2 separate regions of the Mus musculus genome follow, and region 2 is linked to region 1. The links are chromatin contacts, called in public Hi-C maps. All regions are on one chromosome and are shown on one strand. Each heading gives the region's core, a stretch centred on a gene start, on an enhancer-like site or on the middle of the called end of the contact. The rest is flanking DNA. Distances are from core to core; before and after follow the strand shown. Region 1 has its middle 12 kb from the start of 8030451O07Rik. Region 2 overlaps Robo1 (roundabout guidance receptor 1).

What was found. Hi-C and Micro-C count contacts between places; a contact is called where the count stands out from the background.
Region 2: a Hi-C map of cortical neurons shows a contact between it and region 1, with 5 times the contacts expected there. The contact joins two enhancer-like sites. A contact is called at or near these places in 1 of 15 datasets of contacts at CTCF or cohesin (pro-B cells), 84 of 484 Hi-C or Micro-C datasets (3T3-L1-derived adipocytes, the AML12 cell line, the AtT-20 cell line and 53 more), 3 of 115 datasets of contacts at active chromatin or transcription factors (astrocytes, embryonic basal ganglia and embryonic hindbrain) and 1 of 9 other capture datasets (adipose tissue).

What each region holds. Positions count from the first base shown.
Region 1 is chr16:72,221,030-72,223,729 of GRCm38.p6, reverse strand. It overlaps a transcript of Robo1 not described here. Among named protein-coding and RNA genes, the nearest start is that of 8030451O07Rik, 12 kb to the left of the region's middle. Within about 2 kb of position 1,434, at least 26 of the 459 cell types and tissues checked have an H3K27ac peak or open chromatin away from gene starts, as enhancers often do. A contact at or near this core is called in cortical neurons, where this site is marked.
Region 2 is chr16:72,966,203-72,968,902 of GRCm38.p6, reverse strand. The region is part of intron 8 of Robo1 (roundabout guidance receptor 1); the gene reads right to left. Among named protein-coding and RNA genes, the nearest start is that of Gm52247, 8.0 kb to the right of the region's middle. Within about 2 kb of position 1,297, at least 1 of the 459 cell types and tissues checked has an H3K27ac peak or open chromatin away from gene starts, as enhancers often do. A contact at or near this core is called in cortical neurons, where this site is marked.

The DNA of each region.
Region 1 (2,700 bases), core at 185-2,684:
GTCCTCAAAGCTCCTTGTTCTGTAGACTTGTCACTCTATGCGCCATCAATCATGATGGTGATTATGACACTGCTCTTTGCTTTTGGAGGCAGGTAGCTGGACCATTAAGGAGCCTGGATAGAGGATATGGAGAAGAGTGTGAAATGTAGGCTGCCTGGGGGGTCGGGGGGGGGGGAGAAGAATGGGAGGGCCCCAAGCTGATGCACTCACTGACAAATTGTGCAACTTGTCTGGACAAAAGAAAGAATGGAACTAAGTAGTTTTACTCAGTGGCCTCAGTTCCAACCAGGACATTTTGCTCAGAACTAAGACTCCGTGTGTGTGTTTGTGTGTGTGTATGTGTGTTTGTGAGTGAGTGTGTATGCTATTTCCACCTCTCTGATATTCTTGTAGTATTGAGTACAGTCTGTTGTCCAGGTATTTCTTAAAGAATTTAGATATAGCATTATTCTGTTAAAGCTTTTTGCAAAAATTAAACATTAGAAGATGAGCTATGGTTTATGAACCCATTGTAAGTTTTGTTTGTACACTACAATATTTTTCTTTTGTCATTTTTACTTACATGTCATATCTTTGGCTAAATATTAGGGTCCACAATCTACATGACTCATTTAAATGGATTAGAAGAATCCCCTATCTTTCACCCCCTCTGTGTGTGTGTGTGTGTGTGTGTGTGAGAGAGAGAGAGAGAGAGAGAGAGAGAGAGACAGAGAGACAGAGAGACAGAGAGACAGAGAGAGACAGAGAGACAGAGAGACAGAGAGACAGAGACAGAGAGAAATAGAGACAGACAGAAAAACAGACAGAAACATAGACAGACACACAGACATCAGACTGTGTATGATATAAAGAACCTATAATGATTTTTAATTCAGTGGTTGAAGTCCTTTGTCTTCTACATAAATACTTCTCAGCACTAGATATAAATTCAAACAAAGAAACTAAAATGAATGCATCATTATATATGCAGTTTAATATTACAGATGACACACTCACTGGATTTTTATTGAATCTAAAGAAAAGAATCTCATCATGTCTACATTTTTTAATGTACCCCCTCTGTAAAACAAGTGTTTTACTATTTGACAAAATTCTAAGGACTGGACCTATACACTTTACAATATTTCCACATCGAATGTTGCAAAGACATGAATCTATGAAGCTCAAATAAATGTTTGGCCAATGTTATGCTTTCAATTTTAAAATAGGTTTGATTTGGAGAGGTTGATCTGGCCAATAAAACACAAATTTCCACAAGCCTTCTGTGCTGAGTTTCTTTTCTTAACAGAGCCTGAAGTGGGCAGACTTCATGGCTCATAGCAGCATGCATGCAGTCAACACAAGAGCCTGAAAAATCGTCCAAAGCAGCCCTCATGTATTATTAAAGCCAGCCCAGCTTCCTGCACTGCTGAACAATGCTGAGTGTCCTCTACCAACAAATTCAATCCGCAGGCTGTCTGAATGTTCGCCAAGGCTCTGCATTGCCTGCACATGGCAGATATAATTGGTAAAATGAATGAAGAATTTCCTATTCTTACTAGGCAGTAGTCCAGATAGGAGATAAGAATAACTTCAATAGCTGAGCTAGCATGTGAAAAGGGCTCTGCTTTTCATATAACACTTATTGTGAAGATGCAAATTTCCCCTCAACCAGCAAGGCTCTCTGTGGCTGTTCACACACATTCCTTTAACTGTTAAGAGTTTGTGTCTTCAGTGGCTTATTTTTTGAGTTTTTTTTTCAAATTCCATTTGAGATAGTCTAATAACCTCTTGGAATTTTCCAATCATATAGATGGACAAATATTTACAAAATATCATTAGTGCTATATTATTTACACACGCAAAATGATATATAAAAAAACTTAGATTCAGTGCTCACTGGAATGATGCCCAGCTTAATGAAAGTTAATACAGTTATTGCCTTGAAATGTTTTAAGTGTGGAATGTTCCCTCTAAAGGATGTGTAAAATTTTATAAATCATCTCTGGCTAAGAGGTATGTAATTTTTTTTTTTAGAACTTCAAACGTGAGAAATTGTATGAAAATTACTCCTCTTCTCTTTCAACCTCTTGTGTCTCCTACCAAATTAATAATTCCTTCTTTAAATATTATTACATGTTAGCCATAATGATACATCAAACACACACACACACACACACACACACACATACACACACGTGAGTCTATTTCGTGTCACTGTTAGGTACATGTGTTCAGGATTCCCACTTGGAATAGATAAGGCAACCTCTGGGCCAACTCATCCCTACAGGAAGCTGTTGGTCTTTTCTCAGAAACCATTAATTTATACATGATTAATTGATGAGTGTAGCACTTAATACTCTTCCAAAGTCTTCCTTTTGCCAAAGGTGGAGACTATTCCAGAGATACAAAACTGGTCAGAATAAGTGACTGTGGAGTGGCCAACACCAAGTGACACATTTCCAAAAACAAGTTTGACATCTAGGCCTGACAAGAACCCAAGGAGTTGAAGGAGTTTGCAGCCCAGTAGGAGGAACTTCAAACGTGAACAAAACAGTACCCCCAGAACTCCCTGGGACTAAACAACCTACCAAAGAAAACACATGGTGGAACTCATGGCTGCAGCTCCATATGTAGCAGAGGATGGTCTAGTTGGTCATCAATAAGGTATGAAGGCTCTATTCCCAAGTACAGGAGAATGCCAGGGCCAGGAAGCAGGAG
Region 2 (2,700 bases), core at 48-2,547, 750 kb before region 1:
CGCTATAATAGTTTCAGAGTTACTGGAAAGTTACTCAATATCGTATTGCTGGTGGCTAATCCAGAGAGATACGTGAGTTTGATATCCAAGCTTGGCACACATGCTTAGAATAAACACACATGGCAAATGCATTCAGTCAATAGTGTGTGTTTTCTTTTAATTGAAAATATACTCTTTCCCATACCATATATTTAGCTTACAATTTACCCTTCTTCTCCTAGATCCACCCCACCTCCCCATCCATACAACTCCATGCCTTCTTCCTTCTTTGATTTATAAAACAGGCAAATAAAAGGATAAGCCAGGACAGAGACAAATAAATGTTAGAGTAAAAGAAAAAGCACAAAGAAGCATATGTGCACACACAGAGACATAGCACTCATAAAACCTTAGGTCAGTCTATCTATCTATCTATCTATCTATCTATCTATCTATCTATCTATCTATCTATCTATCTATCCATCCATCCATCCATCCATCCATCCATCCATGCATCCACCCACCCACCCACCCACCCATCCATTTTTCAAGACAGGGTTTCTCTGTGTTGCCCTGGCTGTCTTGGCACTCACTACGTTGACCAGGCTGGCCTCAAACCTGGAGATCCATCTGTCTTTGCCTCACAAGTACTGGGATTAAAGGCACCACCACATAGCAAGACTGTTTTTAATAATAACTTAAACCTAGTGAAAAAGGACTAAAGAAGAAAAATTTTATTTTAATTGAATAAAATTATTGTAAAATGTAAAACACTTGAAAACTGTTATGTCTTAAAGTCACTATTTTATTGAGACTCTAACACAAGTATAGAGAAAGAAGCACAAAATTAGAAAAACGTTCCCATCTCCTGATTGAGACAGCTTAGCATACTTAGCATGCTTAGATTTCTTTAAAATGAATTCAAGTTGTTTGTTTAATTTCAGGAAATTGTTTTCAATTATTAAGCTTTAAAATTCTGGATGTCAGAGTTTAAGAAAGAAAAAAAGATGCAAATATATGAGAGAGAATTCTAACAAGTTGTCTGACTGAAGGAGTCTGGCTGCCAGAGGAGCTAAATTTTGGATGCATTAATTTGCGAATCTGGATGTGTCATGTTCAAAGTTTTATGCACCAAAGATTTTCACAAGCTGGAGTCACACTTCAATTTGTTCCTCGTTTATCATGCAATAATTATTAGTTTTATGCATTCCCATAAAAAGAAAGCAATTAAGTGAAATCAGCGGCTATGTGCTTGCACCCCACGCTTCCAGTTCTCTTCCTTGCCATCTTTCCTGGTGTGAAGTTTGCCAGTAGAGCGAGGAAAGGAGAAAGCTGAATTTATAAGCTTGGCAGAAGTGTTTTCGATACCACACTGAAGGGAAAAGGAAGCCAACAATTCCTTTACTCGGGCTTTTAAACATCCTCTCTGTAATATATACGGAGGCTTGCTAAAATCAAATTGCAGATTCTTCCTGGTAAATCCACTGGGCATTTATAAGACCACCTATGTTCCACTGATTATCAGTACGGATACATATTTCCAGACATTAATTGAATTAGCAACAGAGGGCTTCACTCCAATTGATTATCATTATGTCTAGCGCTAACATGGCTGACATTTGGTACTATTGCTATATTTAGAAGCCATCAAATGTCAGGGGTCTATTATAACTTAGGTCTGATTGCCCAGAGTTGCTTTATACAGTATCAGGTATACTTCCCCAATTCTACCCTAACCCGGTTTACTGATGGGTTTTCTTGCTGTCAGTTATGTCTGCACCATTTTTACTGTGGGGATAACAAAAACAAAGCAATAGAAAGACACTCCCAACATCTGCCATGTGTCTTGTGGTTAGTTTCTTAATCCCCAGTTTTCTGTGTCGCTGGCTTGTGTATATGTGTAGTGTGTGTCCTTGTGTCCTTAATGAGCATGAACATGCATGGAGAGAGCAAAGGTTGAATCTGGTCTCTTCCCTCATTGCTTTCCATGTTATTTATCAGGTCAAAGTGTCTTGGTTAATCAGGAGCATCCCAATACAGGCTAGGCTAGGTACCCAACCTCCCCCGGGGTCCTCTGTCACTGCCTCCTGAGTGCGGGGACTGCAGGGGGCTTTTACATGGGTCCTGAGGATCCACACTCTGGTCCTTACATTTGCAGGGATGCTTTTTACACTGAGCGTCTCCACATCTTTAAATCTATAAAATGAGGGCATCGTACTTGTTGGAACCAGCTCAGGAGCACCCAGTGGATACTGAGATGAAACAGTAGTCACGGATGTGCTTAGGGAACTCCCAAAGGCCAGACATTCTCATGTACTCTACAAAAGCTCATATGTCAATCAGAGCTGGAAATATAAGATTTCATTAAACCACTTTCATAGGTCCAGGCCCAGAAAACAAATCCACAGAGGGTTCACCAATGGGTGTAACATACTAATGGAACGCTTTAGTTTGTATCAACACATATGGCCCATTGATAGGTAAAATCTAAACCTACAGATTGTAAGGCAGATTTCAAAACAGTGTCTAATACCTTACACTGGAATTATGCAAGAGACATATCAGGCTCTAGTAGAGAGAGTGCAAGAATTGGAACAGTGTAATGAAGTGAGTCATGGATTGTCACTCTAGTTACAGAGTGGTTCACGTATGAAAAATGTATATGTGTAATCAACGAACATCCAAGTAAATATGTCAATTGACATCTATTTTCAAGGGCTT